Linked DNA regions of Mus musculus: regions 1, 2, 3 and 4 are each linked to region 5. A link is a contact called in public HiChIP or PLAC-seq and promoter capture Hi-C data. All regions are on one chromosome and are shown on one strand. The core of a region is the stretch at or near the end of the contact, and the rest is flanking DNA. Distances in the headings are between cores, read along the strand shown. Region 1 overlaps Sorcs2 (sortilin-related VPS10 domain containing receptor 2). Region 2 holds the start of Psapl1 (prosaposin-like 1). Region 3 overlaps Sorcs2 (sortilin-related VPS10 domain containing receptor 2). Region 4 overlaps Sorcs2 (sortilin-related VPS10 domain containing receptor 2). Region 5 holds the start of Afap1 (actin filament associated protein 1).

The links. Promoter capture Hi-C pulls out the DNA fragments that hold promoters and counts their contacts. HiChIP or PLAC-seq counts read pairs in DNA pulled down with a chosen protein or histone mark. Capture Hi-C pulls out chosen DNA fragments and counts their contacts.
Region 1: a contact with region 5 is called in a FOXA1 HiChIP or PLAC-seq map of pancreatic cancer cells. The contact joins the enhancer-like site here to the promoter of Afap1 in region 5. A contact is called at or near these places in 2 of 39 promoter capture datasets (hippocampal neurons and pre-B cells), 2 of 484 Hi-C or Micro-C datasets (the HL-1 cell line and muscle stem cells) and 8 of 115 datasets of contacts at active chromatin or transcription factors (cardiomyocytes, embryonic fibroblasts, embryonic stem cells and 5 more).
Region 2: a promoter capture Hi-C map of pancreatic islet shows a contact between it and region 5. The contact joins the promoter of Psapl1 here to the promoter of Afap1 in region 5. A contact is called at or near these places in 1 of 39 promoter capture datasets (hippocampal neurons) and 2 of 9 other capture datasets (embryonic stem cells and pancreatic islet).
Region 3: a contact with region 5 is called in a promoter capture Hi-C map of hippocampal neurons, with 3 times the contacts expected there. The contact joins the enhancer-like site here to the promoter of Afap1 in region 5. A contact is called at or near these places in 1 of 39 promoter capture datasets (hippocampal neurons), 3 of 484 Hi-C or Micro-C datasets (nephron progenitors, neural progenitor cells and trophoblast stem cells), 3 of 115 datasets of contacts at active chromatin or transcription factors (embryonic hindbrain, large pre-B cells and neural tube) and 1 of 9 other capture datasets (adipose tissue).
Region 4: a contact with region 5 is called in a promoter capture Hi-C map of hippocampal neurons, with 4 times the contacts expected there. The contact joins the enhancer-like site here to the promoter of Afap1 in region 5. A contact is called at or near these places in 3 of 39 promoter capture datasets (cranial neural crest, hippocampal neurons and pre-B cells), 2 of 484 Hi-C or Micro-C datasets (nephron progenitors and neural progenitor cells), 2 of 115 datasets of contacts at active chromatin or transcription factors (bone marrow-derived macrophages and large pre-B cells) and 1 of 9 other capture datasets (adipose tissue).

Annotation. Positions count from the first base shown.
Region 1 is chr5:36,370,538-36,375,339 of GRCm38.p6, forward strand. All of the region lies in intron 1 of Sorcs2 (sortilin-related VPS10 domain containing receptor 2), which reads right to left. Among named protein-coding and RNA genes, the nearest start is that of Sorcs2, 25 kb to the right of the region's middle. Within about 2 kb of position 2,969, at least 116 of the 459 cell types and tissues checked have an H3K27ac peak or open chromatin away from gene starts, as enhancers often do. A contact at or near this core is called in embryonic stem cells, memory CD8 T cells, muscle stem cells and 2 more, where this site is marked.
Region 2 is chr5:36,200,373-36,205,918 of GRCm38.p6, forward strand. Psapl1 (prosaposin-like 1) reads left to right here and starts at 3,649. Exons shown (of 1, transcript NM_175249.3): 1 at 3,649-5,546. The coding sequence starts at 3,694. The coding sequence ends at 5,271. The region is part of intron 2 of Sorcs2 (sortilin-related VPS10 domain containing receptor 2); the gene reads right to left.
Region 3 is chr5:36,337,145-36,342,094 of GRCm38.p6, forward strand. All of the region lies in intron 1 of Sorcs2 (sortilin-related VPS10 domain containing receptor 2), which reads right to left. Among named protein-coding and RNA genes, the nearest start is that of Mir7689, 38 kb to the left of the region's middle. Within about 2 kb of position 2,972, at least 12 of the 459 cell types and tissues checked have an H3K27ac peak or open chromatin away from gene starts, as enhancers often do.
Region 4 is chr5:36,310,999-36,315,834 of GRCm38.p6, forward strand. The region is part of intron 1 of Sorcs2 (sortilin-related VPS10 domain containing receptor 2); the gene reads right to left. Among named protein-coding and RNA genes, the nearest start is that of Mir7689, 12 kb to the left of the region's middle. Within about 2 kb of position 2,108, at least 107 of the 459 cell types and tissues checked have an H3K27ac peak or open chromatin away from gene starts, as enhancers often do. A contact at or near this core is called in hippocampal neurons and neural progenitor cells, where this site is marked.
Region 5 is chr5:35,891,710-35,896,663 of GRCm38.p6, forward strand. Afap1 (actin filament associated protein 1) reads left to right here and starts at 1,610. Exons shown (of 17, transcript NM_027373.2): 1 at 1,610-1,831.

The DNA of each region.
Region 1 (4,802 bases), core at 1,719-4,218, 480 kb after region 5:
CTCGCATGTGTGAAGCCCTGAGTTCCATCCCCAGAACTGAAATATAAAGGAGGACCTCTGGGGCCTTGCTGTACACCCCAGAACCTTCTGCCCAAAGATGACACTACTCATGAAAGCATTCTATGCACAAATATAAAAACATGGAGGTTGGAGCTAGAACGATGGCTCAGCAGTTAAGAGCACTGGGTGCTCTTCCAGAGGACCTGGATTTGATTCCCAGTATCTGTGTGGTGGCTCTCAACCTCTGTGACTCCAATTCTCTCAGACCTCCACAGGCAATGCACTCACATGGTATACATGCAGGCAAAATATCCATAGACGTAATGTTTCAATTAATGTATCAATCTTGATACCCTTCTCTCTGCCAGTAGTCTCATTTCACTGGAGACCCTGACTGAGATGCTGGGGGCTGTTTCCCTCATCTAGGAGCATAGTGACACTGTTCCCACTTCAGGGATACAGATGTGACCCCGAGACAGCATTCCTCACCACACCACAGCCAACCTTGTCAGTCACTCATAGACCATGTGCCTGAACAGCCATCCTCTCTCCCCTTAGAGTAAGAAGAGATCCAGCCTGGAGGCCAGGAGGATCCTAGGATCCCAAGAGGAACATCACAGCCTCCAACACCTGGAGGACCAGTCCCCTTCAGCAGGGCTTTCTGAGCTGGAAGACAATCTTCTCACACAGGGAAGTTCCTTCTGGAAATGTTCCCAGTCCCAAGACAGGGGAAGAAGAGTCCTTCCCCATGGGGGTAAGGAGAGGTTGGCACTTTGAACTTCCCAGGTGAGGGATTCCTATCAGTGGGAGTAGCCATATGTTGCTACATCCTGGGGGGAAGAAGTAGGGGAAAATGGGGCCACCCATGGAGAAGAGGCTCCCAGTCCCCTGAGCACAGAGAGCAGAAGGGAAATTCCCACAGGCAGACCTGACCTATGGCCCAGGGAGGACACAAAGGACACAACCAAAGAAGACACAGAGCCCAAGGACCTCAGAGGCTGAAAAATGTGTGAGATAGAGTGAGCCTCACACCCAGACCCTTCAGGAACTGGCCCAGCGCATTCTGTGCCACAGACGCAGGTGTTGGACCCTGACTGAGTGGCAGGTGCATATCCAGCTAGCTGCAGGGGTGCTGGCCCCTGTGAGAGGTATCCACGGGCCTTTGGGGCTGGATGATAGGTCTGGGTTATATAGACAGAGTCCCTTGGCCCCAGCCTAGTGAATATGTAGCCATCACAGAAATAGTATAGCTAAAGTGTAGCTAGCCCAAAGCCCTGACCACAGACAGAACTTCCTGCCCCTGATGTATAACAGGTTCTTACTAGAACTGGCTCAAGGCCATTATTTCTGCTTTCCCTGTGACCCCCTTCCTGCCAACGTGTGTGGGCAGAATCTCCACCCAGCCGCTTGCTGAGAAGTTTGGCATGGGGAGGGACGGATGGGCACAGAGTCAACGTGTGGTAGGGATAAGGGAAGTCTGAGGCTTCAATCCCACCTCAGCTCCCAGCCCCAGCCCACACAGAGGTGTGGTGGTTTGAATGAGATTAGCCCACATAGGCTCATATCTTTGAATAATAGGTCAAATGATAGTCGGTAGAACTGTTTTGGGAAGTATTAGAAAGTGTGGCCTTCTGAGGGAGATGGATCACTAGGGTGGGCTTTGAGGTTTCAAAAGCCCATGATAGGTCCAGTTTCTCTCTCTCTCTCTCTCTCTCTCTCTCTCTCTATATATATATATATATATATATATATATATGCCTTCATCTTGTGAATAACATGTAAACTCTCAGCTACTGCTCTAATACCATGCCTGCATCCCTGCCTGCCTCCCTGCAGCTACGCTTACCACCATGACAGTCATGGATTCTACCTCTGAAACTGTAAGCAAGCCCCCAGTTAAATGCTTCCTAAGTTGCCTTGGTGACAGTGTCTCTTCACAGCAATAGGAAAGTAACTAAGACAACAAGAAGAAACTGTTGAGAAAGACTCAGCTTTCTCCCCCATATTCAAAGGCTGAAGCTAACTCCAGGACTCCAGAACTAACCCGAGCCTTTACAGAGATCTTGAGTACAGGTCACTAGGTATGCCAACGTCCAGTGACCGGCATCTTCATAAGAGTTTAGGCACAGAGCCACACAGGGATGATGCTGTGAGGACCCAGGGAGAAGATGCTACCTGGAAACCAAGAAGAGAGGCCTTGGGAGGAGCTTAGCCTGTGTCAGCTTTATCTCAGAATTCAGCCTCAGTCTATGAACACAGAGAGGTGACATCGAGGAAGGAGAGGACATATGAGGCTTGTTCCCCAGCCCTACAGTCTCCCTGCAGCGAGAGGTCCCAGGGTCCTCCTCCATGACTATGTAGAAAATCCCAAGGACCCCTGCCACCACCCTAACTGACCCATCTTTCACCTCCTGCCTTCTCACCATGTAGGGTAGAGGTCACTTTTCTAGAGAATCTGAGGAAAAAAACTTGACACACTCACCTCCATCACACAGTGGGGTGCACAGCCAAGGAGCATATAAGCGCCAGGCCTTGGGGACATCTTCAATGGAAAAGGGGGTGGATTCAGGATTGAGGTTGCTCTTGTCTAGTGTGAAGGGCCAAACGTACAGCTAAGGTCTGGTTGCCTCCAGGTGCTAAACAGGAATGCTCAATTTCTACGCCTAAGCAAGTGTGGGGCGCGTACGAAGTGAAGTGACACCCTTCACCTCAACCCATGAATCACACACACACACACACACACACACACACACACTCAGCTAGACCTCTGCAACACAGTGACAGGACCAGCTGGAGTGCAAGGGGGGATGAAACAAAAGCGAGCCCCACCCAGAAGTTCCTGGAAATCCTCCAAACCATGGCCCAGAGAGGAAGCCTGAACTTGGGGCCAGTCTCTTGCCCTCCCTGTGTGCTGTGGCCCATGGCAGCTCCACCCTGCAACCCTCAGTCTCTCTGCGTCTTAACCAGAGCCATGACTCGTGGGGACAGATGGCCTCTGGATTAGTGGGTCTCAGGGGAAGGGGCCCCTGCATTTCGTTATCTGCAAGGCATCTAGCAGGCTGTCTCTGGGTCTCCAGAAATGCCTGCGTCCTCCACCTGTTAGTAATAAATCCCCTTCATAAATTTCCACACCAGGCAACCCTCAACGAGACTTAACCCTTGAGCGAACAGGGCTGTTCTAGCTGGCGCCTGGGGAATGGTTGCAAGTCCCCACCACATCCTGCTCTGGTTCTGAGGGCTGGAAGGACATTCGGAAGCTGCGGGGTCAGGCTTGGGGCAGACTCTCGGTCACACAGAGGTCAGGGATGCTGTCATCTCAGGGGCCTTGAGCTGAGGAGGCTGTTTGAGGTTCTGATACACTTTCTCACTATGGTGGTGTTCAGGTGAGGCCCCAAATTCTGTGGTATTACTCCACAGGAGAGGGAACAGCACGTGCATTACCTTGAAGCTAGACAAGTATCTGAAAATGGAGGTGACTCCTACTGATTTCTAAGGCTGGGGCCTAGAAGGCTCCTGACACACAAAGAGGGAATGAAGGCATGTGGGTCAAGGCAGAGAACCGGGATAGAGGGGCCACAGCAGAAAGCCATGGCAGAGAAACAGAGAGACGTAGCAGAGAGTCATGAAGAGATCTTATAAAAGAGAGCCGCAGCAGAAACCCAGGGTGGACAGCCTGCGGGGTGGGAGGGAACAAGAATCATCTTCGCCACTGCAGCTCCTCTGTAGCCCCTCCCACTGACCCAGGAGTCCGGGGTGCCCTGCCACTGTGCCTGTTGTTGCCACACCAGCTCTGCTCTCTGCCCATTCTCCTTTGCCCATGTCCCTCAGCAAGTGGCCCCTCCCCACCACCCTTTGGCTTCACCTCATTGCCTCTCTTCTGACGCTTCATAGAGACTTTACCACTGAAATCCTCTCACCTCGGGTACAGCCCAAGAACTTGGGGACAGCTGCGATCCCCCCACAACAGTGACTTAGGAGCATTCCCCTGCCTCAGCCTGTTACAGACCCCCCCCCCACACACACACACACCTTCTTCAGGCTAAAGCAACCACCAGTCTACTTCCTGTCTCCTTCTATCCCCACCCCCACCCCCTCACCCCCCACCCCCGCACACGCTCGGTACTCATTTCATAAGGAGGAAATCAAACAATATGCGGCCTGCTGTGACTCGGCTCTCTCGGGGTGCAGCCACGTTTTACAACATGTTTGTACTTTGTTCCAAATAATAGTCTATTGTATGGATATACCACATTTCGTTTACCCAACACATCTGCAGCTGGACAGCAGAGTCCAGCTGCCAGCTCTGGGCTATTAAAGTATGAGAGAGAATTCAGGTGCGAGTCACAATGTGGGCACGAGCTTCACAGTCTGCTTCAGAGGGAGCCGTGTTTCGTCTCCCCAGTGGGACACACGCATCCCAGCCTCTGGCTCTGAAACACTCCCACCCCAGCCATCCTAACTGCTCAAGAGCCTCCAGGTCGTTATCTAGATTTTTTTTTTAAAGAATTTTTTTAAACTTATTTTATGTATGAGTACACTGTAGCTGTCTTCAGACACACCAGACTAGGGTATCAGATCTCATTCCAGATGGTTGTGAGCCACCATGTGGTTGCTGGGAATTGAACTCAGGACCTCTGGAAGAGAAGTCAGTGCTCTTAACCGCTGAGCCATCTCTCCAGCTCTATCTAGATTTTTTTGTAACACAGTGGTGACTGGGTTTTTATGTCATTGTCTGTAGGTCTGTGGTAGCACTACTCAGTAAGGGACCAAGCCCTCTGCTGAGGCAGGATTGGCCCTGTCTG
Region 2 (5,546 bases), core at 2,399-4,898, 310 kb after region 5:
AACGCTAAAAAGAGGACAGCTGGGTTGCACTCCGCTGCACAGGAGAGTGCATATGAACAAATGGGCGCACAAAAATGAGAGCACGTGCAGGTAGATGGGTGGGTGGATGGATGGATGGATGGATGGATGGATGGATGGATGGGTGGATGGATGGGTAGATGGGTGGATGGATGGGTGGATGGGTGGATGGTGGGTGGGTGGATGGATGGATGGGAAGGAGGGTGGGTAGGTGAGTAGACACATGAGTGTTTGAGTGTGTGGATGGGTTAATACATGGGTAGCTGGGTCAGTGGATGGATGAATAGATAGATGGATAGATGGATGAATGGATATATCACATGCATTTATGTGCACACAGGTAAACACTACTTTATGGACATATGGTTCCACAAGCACACATCTTTCCCTACACCTTCATCCATTTTCCTTACCAATAAGAAGTAAAATGTCCTTGTTTTGTGTCAATGAAGGTCTGGAAAGGACAGTGGCATAGCAGACTCACCTGGCTTCCAGATATGGCTTCTAAATATTTTCCTTGGAAGGAAAGCTGAATTTAGGGCTGGCTGAGGAATGATCAGCCTGGAGTGGTGTCATGCCTGGATACAAGAGGCTCAAGGAAGGATGGGGACAAGGAGGAGACATGGAAAAGCTCCATATGCTCCACAGGTCAAAATTGGAGCCATTCAGGCATCAAAGCAACCAGAAATGCCAATGAATTGATGCCTACAAACAATAGTTCAAAGTCACAATAAATCAGATTTAAGAACAGTAGATATAAAATCAAAAGCCACGAGTCTTTCTTTGAAGGAAAGAAAGGATAGGGAAAGCAGAAGGGGACTAGAAAAGAGGAGAAAGCTTTTCCTGTGCAGAAAAACATTAACCAGTTTCAAGTGTCTCTGGGTCCGATTCCCTGAGAGGACCCAGGGCAGTGCAGAAGGAGGAGGCCATTAAAGACCAAGCTGGACCAGTTAAGAAGCATCATCGATGAGGAACTTGGGAAAGGTTACCAGCTTATGCCCCAATGTGACAGAAGAAAAGGCCAACAGGGCTACCGGCAGACGTGAGCAAGGCAATGTGGGCCTGGGAGATAAGGTGCTAGGACATAGCACCTCTGACACTGGGACAGCGTGGACAACAGTGCTGTGTGACAGCAGTGCTGTGTGACAACAGTGCTGTGTCAACACTGCAGCTCTAGGTTTTGATAAATACACTGTGGCCATGGGAGAGAATGTCCTCATTCTTAGGAACGGTACACGGAAGAAATGGGCAAAGGAACACAATGGCTTCGCCCACAGCCACCCACAGCAGTTGTGACACACTAAATGCAAATATTTACGCATATGGATAGACATATACATAGTAGACATATGATAGATGGGATAGATAGATGGATGGAAGGATGGGTGGATGGAAGGATGGATGGATGGACAGATGACAAGATGGACAAGTGGGTACAAGAACACACAGAAAATTGGATAGGCAGATAGATAGACAGACGGTGAATGGATGGATAACTGGATGGACATACATATACATAATTGGATGGATGGATGGAAAATTGGCAGGTGGCTGGATGAATATATGAATAAACAAGTAGATAAATGGGCAGATAGAAAATTGGATATATGGATGGATGGATAGATAGATGGTTGGATGGTCGGACAAGTGAATGGATAGACAGATAATTGGATGGATAGATTATGAGTGGACAGACAGGGATGTGTGTGTGTGTGTGTGTGTGTGTGTGTGTGTGTGTGTATCAGATGAACAGACAGATAACTGGGTAGATGAATAAATAGATGGACAGAAGGATGGATGGACAGGATAGATGAGTGGATAGGTAGACAGACAGATGGATGGGTAGGTGGATGGTTGGATGGATAACAAGAAAATAGGTATATCGAGAGTAAATAAATATTATCAGTATACCTGGGAAAGTAAGTCATTCTCTGAACTATTTCTGCCACTGTCTTCTAAGTTAAAAACTATATCAAAATACAACAGAGGCTCTAAGTCCTGAGTTCCTGAGCCTGCACTTACTAAACTCATTAGATGATTTGGGCTGATGTCCTTGACAGCCTGTGGGTAGTGCTTCCCACCAGCGAGCCTAAAATCCTGGGACTTTCAGCCATCCCTCAGCCATGACTCTGGGGAAAGGGCAAGCGCTCTAGATGAAATTCTTCAATGAGATTTGTCAATTCTTGGCTGTAGGCTCAAAGGTCCCATGTTCTGCCTATCTCTTCTTGCTGGCACCTTCCCCTAAGTTGAGTCCTAAGGGATATACTGGTATGGAGCCTTCCTGGGTTCTGTAAGACTTCCTAATAGCAACTGAGCTTAGAGAGGGCCATGGGAACCCTGATAGAGAGGTAGGTGGAGAGGTTTGAGCCAGTGCATAGTCTGAAGCCCTAACTGTGGGGTCTGGATGGACTCTGGGGAGTGGTCAAAACTGAGTCAAATGGAAGATCACACAAATGGCAGGCAAACGGAGTTGATTGTAGGGTTGAAAAAATGCCTGCGCCCCAAAAACAAAGTGAATAGTGAGTGGGTGTTCCATAAACAGCAACTGGGTAAGGTGCTGGGGTGAGTCAGCCCGGGCCTGCCCAGGCAGGTCTAGATAAAAGCACTTTGTTTTAGTTCCACCTCTGTACAGCTTGACAAGCTGGCCCTGGTGGCCCTGCAGCTAAGAGAACCCAACCTCTCTACTTCACCAAGCCTGCTTCCTCCACTGGCCCAAAGGAAGCAGAGACCTTAGCAGTCAGTCATCTAAAGGGCTCAGCGAACCTCATTCCATATTCTCTCTGTAGCCCGTCCTCTTGGGAGGGCAACAGGAGGCACCATCTGCATTCTTTGTGAAGCTGTTGCAAAGGCAGCTGGGATACCTTCCCACATAACTGGGAAGTGGATTCCTTAGGCACCCAGAACCCCAACGTCTGAGCCACAGATACCCATGTGTGGGACTCACACCACTAAGGCATGCAGGATTTTCATAGAGTTCCCAGGGTCCCTGATCTGCCCACTCCCGTGGAAGCTGGGAGCTGCCTGTCAATCAGAACAGGTGAGTCTGGCTTCAGGGTCCTCCACAGAATCAACAGGATGAGGCCGTGGCCAGCTGTGCATTTGCCTGATGCCAATGCTCTTGCTTAACGCTTATTTCCAAAACTACAGAAGCCAACAGATGACCTAACCGTGAAACAGAAAACCCCTTTGTATCTGTGAGCCTCAGCAAACATCATGCGCATCTGCTAGGGACCAGCCCACACATGGCCTCCCATAGAAGTCTCCAGAATAAGGCTCTGCATGCCAGCAGCCTTCACCCAGGCATTGTGGGATCAGTAGTCCAGTCAGTCCCTGGACAGTGGGGCCTTAGGACCAGAGCCTGTGGCGGGCATGTGGCCATGAGGCCCAGTTAGAAATAAGCCACTCTAGGAATTTGGTTCTTCTGGGCCTGGTGTGACACAGAATAGAAGCTTCATTCCCAAAGAAGCTAGACTTTGAAAATAGGGATTATTCAGGGAGAGAGAGGGAGGTAGAATGGCCAAGAGGCAGAAGCCAGAGAGGACGGGCCAGCACCCAGGCAGGTGGGGCTCTGACTCAGGTTGGGGAGGAGCAGCGGGCAGGTACCTTGCTGAGCAGGCTAGACAGGAGAGCTAGTTTTATAGCGAGAGCCAAGCAGAGGGAGCAGCCAGTGGAACCATGGGCACTATGCTGTGCGCTCTGATTCTCTGGTCTGGCCTCCTGGGGGCTGCCAGGGCCAGCCCCATCTCAGTTCCCCGTGAGTGTGCCAAGGGTTCGGAGGTATGGTGTCAGGACCTGCAGGCAGCTGCAAAGTGTCGGGCCGTGAGGCACTGCCAGAGTGCTGTCTGGAACAAGCCCACAGTCAAGTCCCTGCCCTGCAGTGTGTGCCAGGATGTGGCCGCGGCTGCTGGCAATGGGGTGAACCCAGGTGCTACAGAGTCGGATATTTTGACATCAGTAATGAAGACCTGTGAGTGGCTTCCAAGCCAGGAGTCTTCAGCTAAGTGCAAGTGGATGGTGAACAACCACAGCGCAGCTGTCCTGAGCATGCTCAGTGGCGCTCAGGAGACTGACCTGGCTTCTGTGTGCACTGCGCTCACCCTCTGTGAACCATTACAGAGGCACCTAGCTGAGACTACCTCGGAGAGACCGCTGACCCAGGAGGATGCAAATGAGGTGATGGCCCCATTCTTATCCAACGGGGCGTTGAGCTTCCACCCATCACAGATGCCTGAAGGTGCTGTGTGTCATGATTGTGTCCAGCTGATCTCCTTGCTCCAGGATGCTCTAGAGTCTAATTTGACCTTGGCAGAGGTAACTGTCCAGAATCAGTGTCAGTCCATGGGGCCTGGCCTGGCTGCCCTCTGCGAGAACTACATCCACCGGCAGTTTGTCCCTGCTAAGCAAACATTGCAGGGTCTCCCCCCACAGGAGGTCTGCAGGAAGGGGGGCTTCTGTGAGAGAGAGTCTGCCCACTGGCTGACTCGAGTGGCCGCTGTGGATGGAGTCCCCTCTCTGGAGATGGAGATGCCGAGGACGAATGAGTTGCAGATGCAGTTGGGCCTGACGTGCGACGTGTGCTTGAACTTGGTCCAGGAGCTGGACAAGTGGCTTGTGACCAACAGCACAGAAGCTCTCATCAGCCACACACTGGAGCGAGTGTGCACCGTAGTGCCCGAGCCTCTAGTCCAACAGTGCATCACCCTGGTAGACACCTACAGCCCTGAATTGGTGCAGCTCATGTCCAAAGTCACCCCAGAGAAAGTATGTGAGACCATCAAGCTGTGTGGCAGCAAAAGGCGGGCCAGGTCCATCTCCAGGGCTGTGGCAACCACACCATCCCTGCCGGTGGATGAGGAAAACCAGGGCAGCTTCTGCCAAGGGTGCAAAAGGCTGCTGGGCATGTCTTCCCAGAATCTGGACCACAAGAGCACCAAGCGGGACATTCTGAATGCCTTCAAAGGTGGCTGCCGGATCCTGCCGTTGCCTTATGTGATGCAGTGCAACCGTTTTGTGGCCGAGTATGAACCTGTGCTCATAGAGAGCCTCAAGTTCATGATGAACCCCACGGACCTATGCAAGAAGATGGGGGCCTGCCACGGCCCTAAGACTCCACTTCTAGGCACAGATCAGTGCGTCATGGGCCCCAGCTTCTGGTGCAAGAGCCCAGAGGCCGCTGAAATGTGTAATGCCCTGGAACACTGCCAGCGCCTCGTGTGGAAAAAGCCCGTCTCCAAAATCAACGAGCAGCCATGACCGTGGCCACCAGAACCCAAAGTCTGCCCACCCGTAGGCTTCTGCCTCCCAAGGGGACCCTATGAAGTGGGTGTCACCCCCATGTCATAGATAAAAAACTGAGGCTCTGTGCAGGTAGGGCAGAGTGGAGCTGACCTTCAAAACCATGATTCCCTAAAGTTGGGCAGTGTCGTCTTTCTGTCTCTGTCCTATCTGCCCCCTCTACTCCTGCTACAAATGGGGAGTCTTCTTCCCCCCTTGCCCCAGTAAGCCACCCTCTCCTGTCATGCTGTGAT
Region 3 (4,950 bases), core at 1,722-4,221, 450 kb after region 5:
ATACCAAGCGCTCTCTGCTCTACCCAGAGCAGACGTGTGGAGGGCACTGGCCAGATCTCGGCTCAGTCAGATGCCCCAACCCCATCCCCTCAGTGACCTTCATTACTGTAATAAGCTCACTCCCAAGACAAGTGCTCAGAACACTCTTGTGTCTCATCTTTCTGAGCATCTGGGGAATGGAGGCCCACTCCTGAGCGCTGTGGGCAGAAGGATGTGTGGAGTTCAGAAGGCAAGGGCCCTGCCAGTGGCATAGTTTTCAAAGGAAGGAGTCAGTTTCACTCTGAGTAACTTCAAATCCTCAGCCTTAAGCCCTTTGATAAATTGCCACCAGGACCCTGCCTGGCCCAGGCAGAATATCCTGAGTGACCCAGAAGCTGGGATTAGCTAGTATGAAGGAGAAGCTTCCTGGGAGAATGGTCTACCCCAACTGCAACATCATCTCAATTGTTGGCTTCTGAGAATCCTGGGGCCATGGCTTTGCTACCCAACTTGGCACATATCTCTGCCATGGGCACCCTGGCTCATGAAGAGGAAAAGGGGAGGGAAGCTTTGTTGGAGAACAAAACGCCCCCTTCTCCGTGTACATAGACCCCACTCACTGGGACCCATTCTAATAAGCATGTCACCAGAATGTGGAATTCATAAAGAACATCCCATGTGACATTCATAAAGAACACCCCTTTGCTCAGTCTCAGGCCATCAACTCATAGATACGGGGGGCAACCTTGTCAGACTGTGGGTAGCACTTCCAGAGGAAGGTTGGGGCTGTGGGAGGTGGTAAACAGGGAACCACATAATTCTGACCTCATGCCGGGGCTCCCAGACTCTGACTACTTTGACAAAGAAGATATATTATCACGTAGCAGTGGCTGATGCCAGGGATGGAGCCTAGGTCCTAAGGCAACACTCGGCCATCTCCTTCCCACCCAGGACAGCCTCTGCTCTTTAGTACTTTCCCTAGGCACAGATGCACCATGAGCAAAAATCACAACTGGACAGAACATGCGGGTCCTCTTGGCCCATGTTAAAAGTTAACACTTGCTACAAAGAGTCAAGCACAGGCCTGTCATGTCAGAGATAGGAATGTGGAGGCAAGACTATCATTAGTTCAGAGGCAACCTGGGAAACAGGGTGGGGGCATTCATTGTTAGTGTCCCCTTGTGTGTTCTTCACTCATGCTGGGATGACAAGAGCAGTAGGTTCTCACGAGGCCCCTGGGACAGGAAGGCTCACCTGCAGCACGAGATCCCATCTCTGTGCCCCTGCCCCTTGCCCAACAGCTCCTTCCTTGCCAGCTTGACCCCTGCGTAGTTTAGACATTTTCAGATAAAAGATACCCACACACCCCTCTTTGTCATTGGTGTGATTTCATATACTTTGGATTCCTCTTGTCCCCTCACATCTGCCAATGTGTGCGCAAATGTTCTCTGCAACCTCACACTATTGCTCTCCCATCAGAAGGCCACATAGTCTTGAACTCTCGACAGAGACCCTTATAGCTGCCTCAACCAAGGTTACCATCGTCCTTCCTCATCCTCCCTGGCTCCTAGCACTCCTGCCCTGTCCTGTACTGCAGCAACATCCCAGGTACCATGTTGGATCCACCCCCAACCTCACATCTTCCTTTCTCTAGTGGAGCGACATCTACATGAACTCATGTGTGTGACACTCAAGAAACACCCAGCTTCCCTCGCCACCTATTTCCAGAGGTAGCCATCCACATGGAAATACATCTTTTTGGATAGAGCCAGCAGCAGCCAGCATGCCTGGTTCTCTGATCCCAGGGTTCAAAGAGATTGTTTGAATCTGAGGCCTAGATCCCAGTTATGCCCTCTCCTTTCTGGAAGCTTCTGGCTCTGTATGGAGACTCACTCCACATATTGGCCTTGAGTCTCCATGTCTGAGTCTCTCCTCTCCCATTCCCAGACTCAGCCCTCTTGGGCAGGACCCATGTGCCAGAGGAGAAGCCGTCCTCCAACAGCAATGCTGAGGGAGATAGATGGGTAAGCAACCTCACTCTTCAGGTAAAACATCACCAGTGATGGGTCCCCATTATCTCCCTGAGTCACTACAGGACCTGAACTCCAGCTGCCTGCTGGCTGGAGACTGTACACTGGGCTAGCTGACCATCTACCTCACTCCTGCAGTCAGACAAATCCGTGACTCATCCTGGGGTCTGCTCTGGGAAACAAGACCACCATAGAAACTCAGACAGGACTATTTTGTGAGGGTCCTGAGGCTGAAGACAGGCTGAGTGGAGAAAAGAAGCCTCCTATGCGGTGCTCCCCTCCCACCTCCCTCAACTGTTCATTGAGAGTCCTCCCCCATTTCACATTTACATCTGCTTTGCATCCTCCTAAATATTCATAAGGGATGCTGGGAATCTCATCAAAAGCTGGCAGCCAGATGTGATTTAAAACACAAAGCCCCCTCCACACCCTGAAAATACACCTCCTAGCAGCCCGTTGAGACAGCAATTAGGGGTACAGATCACCTCAATCCTGGGAAGGAGGCCTGACACTCCTGGCTCCATCTGTGGCTCTCCACACACTGAACCCCAACCCTGCTGCATTAGATCAGGGCTCACTGGTGGGAAATTCCAGCCCGCGGGGTGAGTAGAAATGATTAGAGAAAAGGGTCTTGGAAAGCCCTGGCCACGGTGGAAACTGGAGCGGAAGCACTCTGGAATACTCTGGAAACTTTTGCAGGCTTCTACTTGAGGGTACATTCCTTCCCACCTCTGCGGGAGTTCAGCTTATGCCTGAAACACAGGATCTGATTGCCATTATCCCAGGCTGGGGGCCCCAGATGGCATGACTTCTTGGAGCGTCTATCAGCTGGAAGTCCCAAGCTCCATCTCAGGGCCAGCTCTCTCCACAAACACAGAGGTCTGGCCTCTGTGGTGGCCTCTGCACGCACGAGCCGAGGTCCTCCAGGCTCTGCAGAATGTAAACTACAAACAGCACGTTTACAAAGAAGCCGCATGCCAGGCGGTGTCTGTGCAGCCCATTATTCTCATAGACAATTGATTCTTGGACCTGTGTTATTTCCTGTTTTATCATCTCAGAAAGCGAGAATATGCCTTTTAATCAGTGCCAGTTCTCAATGGCAATCGCATAATGGTGGTTTCAAGGTACATCTGAGGGTTTCAGTGCAGATGAAATCCAGTCTTTGGAAGTCAAAGGAGGCAAGGCAAGACTATACCTCTTTTATTGCTGGCCTCTGTCCTCGCCTAGCTGTGACACACTTGTCACTATAGCTGGTAATGAGGGCAGAGGCTTTCTAGATAGACTTCAGTGACCAGGATGAAGGACCTAAGCAAGTTACCTAGGACAACAGGGCCCATCCAAAGTTACCTAGAATTACTTCCATGATCCTCAAAGGCCTCCAGCTCCCCCAGCCTGTGCACGTGTGTTCATACACACACTGACACATGTTAATGAACACATTCTGCGAGTCTTAAAAGCCCAGAGACCAGGCCAGTGAGGTGGCTTCAGTGAAATCACTTGTCACCAAGCCCAATGACCTGAGTTCCATGCCTAGAAGCCCCAAAGTAGAAGAGACTCTCTATGACCTACATACACAAACATTAACTAATTAATTAATTAATTAAAATATAAGTTTATAAGTTGAAAGAACACCAGAGACCTCCCTATGGCTTCCTGGCCAGGCTAGACCAGGATCAAACACCCAGAGCCTACCCCCACCCCTAGGCTTATGCTGCAACCTTGGCCTAGCTAGGGTCCACCACTCCCTGGTCCCACAACTCATATCCCCATCCCCATCTCTGCACACTGTCCTTTCTTAGCTCCTCCCACCCAGGTCACTTCCAACCAAGACCCAAGGCCACACTCACTTGTGCAATTGTTATCTCTTCAGCTCCTATCACTTGTCAAAGCCTGAGCCCAATCCAGGGGAGACCACAGCAAACGAGGCCAGTAGGGCCCTGCCCTTCAAGGCATGAACTCTTGAGAAGAGCCATGGACAGGGGCTGGATTAGGCACCTGGTGTCCCACTGGGAATAACTGTCTTGAGCAAACACTACCAGGAATATGTATGAGAAGAGGCCTGGGTATCAACACTGGAGAGTTGCTAGAGAACATCCTTGAGGAAGTAGCATCATAGACATGAAGGAGATAAGGAGGGAAGTCATTGGGACTGTTTAAGAAAGGATATTTCCAGGCCCAAGAAACAGCAAGTGACCAGGCCAAGGCCAGATGGTGCCCCATTGGCTTATGAAGAGTAGAGGTTGATGAGGGTAGGAGAGAAAGAGGAAAGAAAATGAGATCAAAGGATACAGGAACCCAATCCTTAGAGCTTTAAGACTCTCTGACTTTTGTCTGAGAGGATAGCAAAGTGGTGGATGTGCACAGAGCAGAGAAGCAATGCCCCCAAAAGCAGTGCAGGAGGCAGTGCTGGATGGAAATATATCTGTAAGATACCAATTAGAGTCAAGGAAATGTCCCAACCCTTCAGAAAGGGCTGTCCTTCACTTCTCTATGGATGAGCCAACCATCTAGCAGGGATGGATGTATGGATGCACAGATGGATACAAGCATGGATGGGTGGATGCATGGATGGATACATGGATGGATGCATGCATGATACATAGATGAATGCATGGATGAATGGATGGTTGGATGGATGGATGGATGCATGGATGGATGAGTGGATGGATGGTGGATAGATGGATACATGGATATATGGATGCATGCATGCATGGATGCATAGATGGATGGATGAATACATGGGTGGATGCATGCATAGATGCATGAATGGATGCATGGGTGGATGCACAGATAGATGAATGCATAGATAGGTTATGTATGTATGTATGTATGGATGGATGGATGTATGTATGGATGGATGGATGGATGGATGGATGGATGGTCTGCATGGATGGATAGATGCCAGATAGCACAGAAGTTACCACTACCCCTTTGGTACACC
Region 4 (4,836 bases), core at 858-3,357, 420 kb after region 5:
AGAGAAGACCCATGGTCCCATAAGACTCGAAGAAAGGCTCATAGTGGCTGCGTTTGTAACAGCTCAGGCCTGGAAATCATGCAAGTGCCTGCTACAAGCGAGCGGGAGAACACAGTTTTCCAAATGGAGAAATGAAGGGAACACAGGTTTATGGGTCTACAAGGTAATATGCATGAATGTCAGCAGAGTGAATCTTGGTGGCGTAATCCGACAAGGTGAAGCCAACGAGAACAGGATTCCTGGGGAGGCCGAGGTCGAGGGGCTGGGTGACAGGACAAGAGGGGTTGTGGGGTGTCATATATGCTCTCTCACAGTGACAGCTACAAGGCATGTGCTTAAGCCAACAATCAGCCCCCTGTATGCTGTGAGCAGGTGTGACCTGTTGTATTTCCCAGTACCTCAAACAACAACCACAACAAAATGCTTTTTCAAAACTGCTTAAGGCCAGTACGCTACCCTGGAAAATGGGAGTGTGACCCCAAAACTAAAGAGCCACACTCTGCTCACAGCAAGAAGCAGTTCCCATCTTTCTCTGGGGTGACTGGCCAAGATTTCTTGATAGAAATCTTTTTGCAGCTTAATACCTCTCAAGACTAGAACTGCCTAACCCAGATGCAAGGTCGAGGCTCTGGAAAAGCTTCCGGCTGAGCTCCAGCTCTGCCTTGGGGCATGACCTGAAGGAGCTGCACAATAAGCTAAGCAGGCATGGGGTTTCAGGGCAGGGGTTATTAGTACAGGACAGTGATTCCCAAGCCAGGCTTACAGTAGTGTCTTTGCAAAAGTCAACTTATAAAATACCTATAAAGTCTGCTTCTCCATGTGTAGTAATTTAATGCCAATCTCTGTGCAGGAAGGGGTGTGGATCCCAAGGCCTCATGCATGCTAGCCATGTTCTCCATTATGTGATCCACTCCCCAAGTCTTCTCCCACTGTGCAGACCAGCAGTCCACTGCTAAAGCCATGGCTGTATAGACAGGAGGAACATGCATCCTCAGCCCAAGGCAGCATCTCTTCGTCTGAGGTTCCGTCTTCTGCTCCCCAACTCTAAGTTCCTTTTAAAGTGGAAAACCATGGGCTTGGGAGTTGAATCCACCCCACCCCCTTTGTTTCCTGGTGCCATGATCTTCTGTAAGTCAGAACAGCTGTAAACCCTCAGGTGATGGATGCTACCTGGTGCCAGTGACTAGGAGAGACAGGGTGAAGGTTGTGTTTGGCAGGACCAAGGCCTGCCTTGCTCTGTAGAAGTTTTCTCTCTTGCTTGTGGTCATTGGCTCTTAAAACAAACAAACAAACAAACAAACAAACAAAAAAACAGTAACCTCCCTGCCATGTTGACCTACTGCCCAGATAGACCAAGATGAACCAGGCCAGCATGGGAGATTTGGGCTACCTCTGCCAGTCCCAGAATACAGAGAGGGCAAATCCCCTTTCCTGCAGCCAGGGAAAGGAGGCAAGTGTAGCCACTGAGGGTTTCAGCTCCCTTCTCAATGCCTGGAGGGACCTCAGCCACAGGCTGGAGCTACAGGCCTGTGGCAAGGCTGGCCACACTCTCAATCAAAGCACTGGACAAGGAGCCCTTGCCTCAACTGTCCTGAGATCCATGGGAAGCTAGGTCTGCCACCCACGTCTGTATTAGCTTCCTACCAGGATATACCAGGCTCCTATAAAGACATAGTCTGCTATAGGGAGGATCACAGCTCCTGTGTGGTTAGCAGGTGCCCCCAAACCATTCAGATGCCAAGTTCTGTGTTGTTAAGAAACAAGACCAAAGCTAGGAGTCCAATATTCCACTGCCATCACCCACCCACATGTCTCCCAGTGCGTGGTAACCTGGCTAAATCACTTCACCTCTCTGGGGCTGCTTCCACACTCACACGCAAAAGAGAGAGAGAGAGCAAAGGAGACCATGGTGCTGCCAAACATCACCCAGTCTTCAGGCACTGGTACCAGCACAGGTCTCGGTTTGATATGGAAGCCCTGGGCTGCTAAGGAGACAGGAGCAGGAGCTCTGAGGAGAAGGCCCAGGAGGGATCCCACACCATGAGGTCTGTACGCACTGGCCTTTTCTCGCGGGGTACAGACACATCAGGGAAGCTGGCAGGAACTCAGCCTGGGTCAGAGCCAAGGAAAACCTTGAGAACACAGATGAAAGGGTCTGGGGAGGCCACGGTCCTGAAAAAACCAGGCCCCAGGCCCTGGTTGCATCAACAGCATGCAGAGGTACCCCAGGAAGGGAAAGAGTTTCCAAGCAAAGACAACATAGAAGTTACCCCCATTCATCCCATTCATAACACACACACACACACACACACACGGGCCATGTACATACACACATGTTCTCATCCACAGTGACAGACATACATATACTCCCTTGAACACACATGCATGCTCACACACACACTCTCATATGTCCGTGCTGACACACACACTCACACAGTCACATAGCCTCACACCAGCGGGCTCACACATTCCCTCACACACAGTCAGGCTGACAGGCACACACAAACACACTTCTGCTCTCAGCTACACAGCTGCCCCATCAAGCTGTCCTCCCCGGCCATTTGCAGAACAGTTGTCAGCACCCACCCTCAGCTGCTCCCCTCAGATGGGAAATGCCAGGAGATGCTAGAGAGCCAAGTCCAGCGAGGAATCCTGCCTGCAAAGCTCGGAAGGCAAGGGCATGAGCCCTGGTCCCTCATGGCCAGGGCAGGCCCTTCAGCCCCGGGCCTCAGTCTCCCAGTGAAACACACCTAAGCACGGGCCCACAGGGGATGGCATGAGAGCCACGCCCCCGGAAACTCAGCACAGCTACAGGCTGCCTCTCCTTTTCTGGATGAATTTGTTATGGAAGGAACTTCCAGACTGCTCGGAAGTGAGAGAGGAGGGTCAAGCATCGGGTCTTCCGGAATGCACCCTCGGGACCGTGAGCCGGCCTTTCCAAGCACAGCACTGCCTTTGTCTGTCTCTGAAAGGCTCTGGAGAGGGGGAGGGGAAGGGAATGCGGGGGCTGTGTGACTGATGTCATCTTCAGAGCAGTCCAGCTCCTGCATCTTACCCAGACCTGGAGAGTGCTTAGTCCTCATCAGCCTCATTTTCCCCCACAACACAGAGAAAGCCCAAGAAACAGAAGAACCAAGTAGGGCCTTTTCAGATTCACACATTGGAATACAGATCCTATCAGCACAGATCCAGCTGTCCCATACCAAAAGCTTGAACCCTAGGTACAGCCTGTCTCAGAAGTCCTTCAGTTTCTCCTGCCATGTTTCCTGAACCCATAGTCCTCCCACCCCCAGGGATGGCACCTTATGGTGGTTTGCTAGAAGCTCTACAGATGTCACTCAGGGAGATAGCCCTGGGAGAGAGTACACGGTACACTCCAGCCCCATGGTGGACGCCCTTTGTGAATTCAGAGACTCCAGTGTTTCTGATGATGTTTCCTGTCAACCTCCCAGGTACCTGAGCCTGTTCTGAGGGTTGTCAACCTCAAAACACTGGGGTCACTCTACCCATCTTTGTAGACCATGAGTGCATATATCGTCTACCCTGATCCAACCCAAGATGATGGCTGTTAGAGGTGACAAATATGTCCTACCCCTGCCCACTACCCACTGTGCCTGCAGGGAAAAGACGAAGGCGACACACCCCACAGGTAGCAGAGCTTCATGGGGCACTAATCCATATCCAGTTTCAGAACTGGCCAAGTACCAGTCCTGACAGGACATGGTCTAGTATAAGAAAGCTCTGAAGGAAACAAGGTAGAAACGAGACAAGAAGCTGGGTGTGATGACGCACACCTGCCATCCCAACGCTCGGGAGGCTAAGGCAGGAGGATGGAGGATTCTGGGCCAGCCTGAGCTACAAAGGCAAGACTCTGTTCTGAATAAAAATAAAATAAAAGTATGAAAAAGAAGGTCACTTCATTATCTTGGTCAGCCTGATACCGAAGTTGACAGGCAGGGTCACAGTAAGCCAGGCACGTGCACCCACCAGGTTCCCATTGGTCGGAATCAGGTCTAACAAAGCCTCCATGTCTTTCCCCAAGCAGACTAGCTCAGCTGCACCAATGTAGACTTTCTACCAACCTGTGCAGACCTGTCTTCGAGACCTGGGATTTGAGGACCTTAGACAATGGGGCAGACTGCATCTAATGCTGCCGACAACTTTATTTGGTTTTCAGCATGCTTTTATACACAGATGTAACAAAGCAAGCAACGATCCGAGGAGGGTTGAGTACAGAAAACCATGATCAAACACAAAAGCCAGTAAGCACATACTATCCATTAACAGAGCAGCCCTTTCCCGGAACTTTCGCAAGACAGACCAGTTTAAACACAACTGCCTGGCACGTACTGTAGATTCTATCAGGGAAAACATGAAAGCCAGGAAGAAGGCCGTATCCAGATTCGAGGACAGCAAATCCTTTCACCAGATTGGTTTCTATAGCTGTGTTCTGATGGCCAACAAGAATAAAAATGTCTGACAAACTGAATACAAATATTTGTCACGGGAGGTACAAAATATCATCCAAGAGCAATCTAGGGAACAAAAAAAGGCCTAATGCCTCTCTCACAGTTCCTCAAGACACTGGCCACCATGTGTCATTCTTTTGACTGTGTACTGACGCCATCACAAGTGCTATTTGACTTCAGGTTGAGGACAAAAGGGTCCAGTGAACGGCATTCTGGCTTTTGTATGTGTGGTGCTGGGAGTGCAAGCATCATGCATCCACTGAGTCACACCCCAGCTCAGACGTACACTGACATCTGCAGCTACAGTCCTTCCCAAGACCCTGACCTGCTGACCTCTGCTTGGGAAAGGCCACTGACAGCCTCCAGG
Region 5 (4,954 bases), core at 360-2,859:
CCTGGACCCTGTCTGCTCATATGAAACGGGCCTGAGGCCACTGGAGGACACTCAGGATGACAGCATGAGAGGGTAACACAGGTTGGAGTGACTGGCCTTTAGACATTTCTGTTCTTAGAATGTTCCGGGCCATAATAGCCATCTCTCCCATCCTCACGCCACCTGCCTTCCCCTCCCATCTTCCTTGGCTCCCTTTATTTGTCTCCTTCTCTGGCCTTCCCCAAGCACAGCTGCTCTCATTTTTGAGCAAAGCAGCCCACCATCCTGCCTCTGTGTCCCAGCACAGCTCGTACAGCAGGACGGTGTCCCAGAATGTCTCGCTTTTCTGTTGTCCTGATAATACCTGGACAAAAGCAAGTTAGGAAAGAACGGTTTCTGTTGGCCCACGGCTCTCCAGCTGTGGTCCAGTCCTTGACTGTAAGGAAGTCACAGTGTCAGGAGCTGAAGGCTGCTGGTCCTACCACACTCACCTTCAAGAAGCTGAGGCCAATTAATACCTGAACTCAACTAGATGGCTCCTTTTAAAACAGACCAGGACTTGAGCCCAGTGACAAGTGCTACCCACCTTCAGTGTTAGTCTTCCCACCTCAACCAAATCTAGGTAACTACTTTGTACATGCATGCTCAGCGATGAGGTAATCCTTCACAACAAGTTAACAATTAACACTAACCACACCAATCAAACCCATTCCCAAGAATAGCTCTTCTCGAATAAGGGGCTGTACCAAGAGGCCCCAGTGCCTGGGCAAGCAGATCATCTGTTGGCTTGGGGAGTCAGACAGGAGGATTGAGGCTCTGCATGGACTCCAGGACTCACTGAGGAGCGGCAGGCTGGCCTGTCTCTGGAAGTAAGCTATTTGTAATTTGGGGGGAGTCCAACTGAGGTCTGGTGATCACTGCTGACTGGATTGGATCCTGCAGTGATCATGTATGTGGATAGGGCTTCTGATGAGGGTATCCATCCCAAGAGAAGCATGCTGTCTCCAGCCATGATCACAAAGGCTCTCGTCAGAGGCAGAAGGGAAGTCTTGGAGAAGAGGGACAGGTTGTGAAATAGAGGGAAATCCACGAATGTTGTAGAGATACATTCCAGAACAGTCCTCTAAGGCTTGGGCGAATTTTAAAGATAATTGAGATATGGATAAATGGAAATGGTAGTAGGTAGATAGGAGTCATGCCTGGTGGGGGAATGGAAAAACAAAAAACAAAAACAAGGCTCTGAGCAGGAAAGGGATGAGATTAATAATTGGATCCTGAAGTAGGACAGCGAAATGGATCTGCTTGGCACAGCACCTAAAGGGAGTTTTCTCTTTCTTTCCACCCTTAATGATACCAACACCCTTCGACCAGAAGACGGACAAGGCTATGAGGATCGCAATTCGGATGGCAAGAACCATCAGTTTTCCTTTAGAACCAATTCTAGCTTTGGGGTGAGCACCGAGTACCACTGAGCTTAGTCCACGTGGGCGCTGAGCCCGAAGCGAAATCAGATCAGCGCAGAGTCCCGGGTGCCGGCTCGGACCCACGGCCCCGCCCAGCCTCTCTTTGTTCCTCCTGGCCCCGCCCCCTCCGCCCAACTCCCTAACCATTGGCTAGAGGGCGGGTTCTTGCTGTTCAGGGGGCGGGGCTATGGAGGCAGGCGGGGCCTGTCGCGCCTGCGCAGAATCCTCCGGCCACAGCTCGCACCGGCGGTGTCTGGGCTCCAGGTCCCGACTGAGAGATCGCTGAGCTGCGCAGGGCCCCGCCCCGGGCTCCATTGTTGAGGCAGCGGGCGCTCCGCGGGCTGCGCTCCTCTCGGCCGTCCAGTGCTCACGAGCCACTGAATCCTGAGGTGAGGCGGCGGCGACTTTGAACCCGTAGCGGGGCCAGGTGTCCCACGATGTCCTCGGGCAAGGTCCCCAAGCTGGATGCCCTGGGCCGGGCAGGGTCCCCAGACAAGGCTGGGCAGGATCTCCAGGGCCGGGTAGGGTCATCGAGGCCCTTCAGGGTGTTAGACAGGACTGACCAGGGACTCCTGACAGGGCAGCGTCTCCGGACAGGGCATGGTCCCTATACAGGGGTGGACGGGGTCTCCAGGGCTAAGTTGGATCCCTGGAGGTCAGAGTCCCCAGGGCCAGGTAGGGTCCCCGAGGCCCTTCAGGGTCCCCAGACAGGGCTGGGCAGGGTCAGCGGGCTGGGATGGTTTTCCAAGAACTGTTCGAAGATCCGGTCATCCGAGACCTAAAGGACAGACCGCATATTTGGACTTGCAGGACGATCGCTAAGGCTGAACTGGGGTTCCCGGCTTGGCAGTCGGCTGAAATGGGTCGGAGAGTGTGCTGCCCGGTTGGTGGCAGCTGCCTTCTCCTCTAGAGGGACAGGAACACCGAGAGGGCTGGCCTGGATGGACCCGAGCACTCAGGAGTCTGTGCGCCCTGGCATTGTCTCGCCGCCGGGTGGCACAGAGGGCTCTGCACCTCCAGGTCCTGGCCACCCCACGAGTGGGCTCTTTTCCGGCCCTCCTTCTTGGGTGTAGCTAGTTGATTGTCACCAAGAGGGACCGGGGGTTGGGGGACCCTTGTGTGAGGGAGCCTTCCTGTTTCCCTATGTGGTGTGGATGGCTCCGGAGGTAACTACGTGGACTTAAGTGTGTGGGGAGGCTTGGCGGGTGGAAAGGCTGTTTCTGTCCCTGTATTGGTACGATTTCGTGTGTCAGTGAAGGTGACAGCGTGGACACGCGCGCATGGGATCCTGGTCCTGTGTCCCATGGCTTGTCGACCCAGGCTTTGCCCATTCAGTCCTGGCCCCCGCTTTGGGTGTGCATTGGGCACTGGAGTTTCGGTGAGGTGAGCGAAGCCCTGTGCGTGCTGGGCGCAGTTAGCCTAAGGTGGTGTGGACCGGACTTTGGTATTGTCTTTATTCAGTGAGTTGAAGCGGGGAGCGGGCGGGGTGGGGGGCGCTACACGGGCTCTGGAGTAGCCCGTCTGAGAACGTGCCCCTCACCCTGCGGGTCTCTGGGGAGCGTGGGGCTGTCACTGTGCTGGAAGCTGCAAGTCCAGCCATGGAGTTTCTTACTCCTGACTTAGGCCTGGCGACCCAGAGGCCGGTGCTGATTGGAGGGAGCAGAGCCTCTCTGCCCTCAGCTTCTTGATTTCTTCCGTTGGGAAGAAAAAAAAAATCTGGAAAGCCAGAGAGTTGACTTTGTAACTCCCAGTCAGCGCCTGGCAAGTGGAAGAAACTCTCCCAAGAACTTGGCGTGCTGCAGAATGAGTTTGAATCAAGAAAATCTACACCCAGGGAACCAAGCCAAAGCAGTTACAGTTGGAGATCAGATTTATGAAGGCAGCCCTGGGGTGAGGTCCAGGGAGGGGACCTGATGCTGCCCCTCAGGCTGGGCCCTCCTCAGCTACTAACTAATGTGGAGACCATTCATTAGATACTGCTTCTTTGAGCATTTCAAAATCACTTGTCATGTATCCAGGATGGTGTGTGTGTGTGTGTGTGTGTGTGTGTGTGTGTGTGAGAGAGAGAGAGAGAGAGAGAGAGAGAGAGAGAGAGAGAGAGAGAGAAAGAGAGAGAGAAAGAAATCAAGCCAGTGTCTTTCTGTGGGGAGAAGGCAGGCAGCATTTGGAACTAGGAGTTTCAATAAGCAACCCACAGTTTGTCCTAAAAGAGAGCCCAACTCTAATAGCAGGATAGGATATGAAACAGCTAGGAGCCATCCTTGTCCTGCTATAAGATGCACACTTAGTCTCTGCCATCTCCTACTTCTGTGCTTGCACCAGCTCAGCTCTGGGTGCTGAGCTCTGGCAAGCTTCTGCCTCATCAAATGTTCTCTCTGAGCCTTCCTTATGTTAGTTCTGTCCTTTAGACATTGTGAGTTTGGGCCAAAAGTACCTATCATAGCTTGTTAAAACAAACAAACAAACAAACAAACAAACAAAAAAACCAACACTCTGAAAGCCACAGACCCAGTTTGTACCCCAGAGCAGGGAGGAGGTGGGGCCCAAATGAGAGAGCCTTTGTCTACACCATGAATCCAGGTACAAAGCCTCAACCCACCAAAGATAGTAAAGATTTTTTTTAACCTGTCTGACTGAGTGTGTTTTATGATGTAGAGTACTCGAACAGAGTTCATTGAGTCTAATTTTGGCCCTGAAGTTGATTTACTGTCCTTCCTGGGTAGTTTCTCCTCTAGGTTTTAGCAGTCTCACCTTTGAAAGTCTTCAAGTAGACAATTTTAAGGAACATTCTTGGCCCTAAACCCTTCATTCTTTTAACCAAATATAGCAGAAGGAAGTTGGCCTATGGCAAAGATATAAAGGAGATATTTGAAAAATGTAGTCTAAAGAGCAAGCTACTTCCTTGCTTCTCAGTTTCTTTTTACAAAGGTTTATCCAAGGACTGAGAGATGGCTCGTGGTCAAGGTTGCTGGCTGCTTGTGCAGAGGACCTGGGGCGGTCCTATACCCACATGGTCTAGCTCCAGGGCACCCAATGCCATCTCTGGCCTCTGCGGACACTGTGTGCATGTGATATGACAGACATATGGAGGCAAAACGCCCATAGTCATTAAGTAAAATAAAATTGAAATTTATAAAGGTTGGGTAGATCATCAGTGTTTGGGACAAGTGTGTGCAATGGAAACTTGCACTTTTTGGTGTTGTCTTGCATGCTTTTTGAAAAATTAAAATTAAATTTGATTTTGGCCTTTTTGAAGATTTACACCCCCACCAGAGAGATGTGCGTGTGCATGTGTATGTGCACATACACATGGAATGCCTTGGGAGGTCAGAAGAGGGCATCAGATATGCTGGGTCTGGAGTTGCAGGCAGATGGGAGCCTCCTGATGTGAGTGCTGAAAACCAGATTCCCTGAGCACAGCAGCAAGCATCCTTGACCATGAACTGTCTCTCAGCCCTTACACTCTCTTACCCACAAAGCACCGCTCCAGCCCCTTTGAACCCTTTATAATT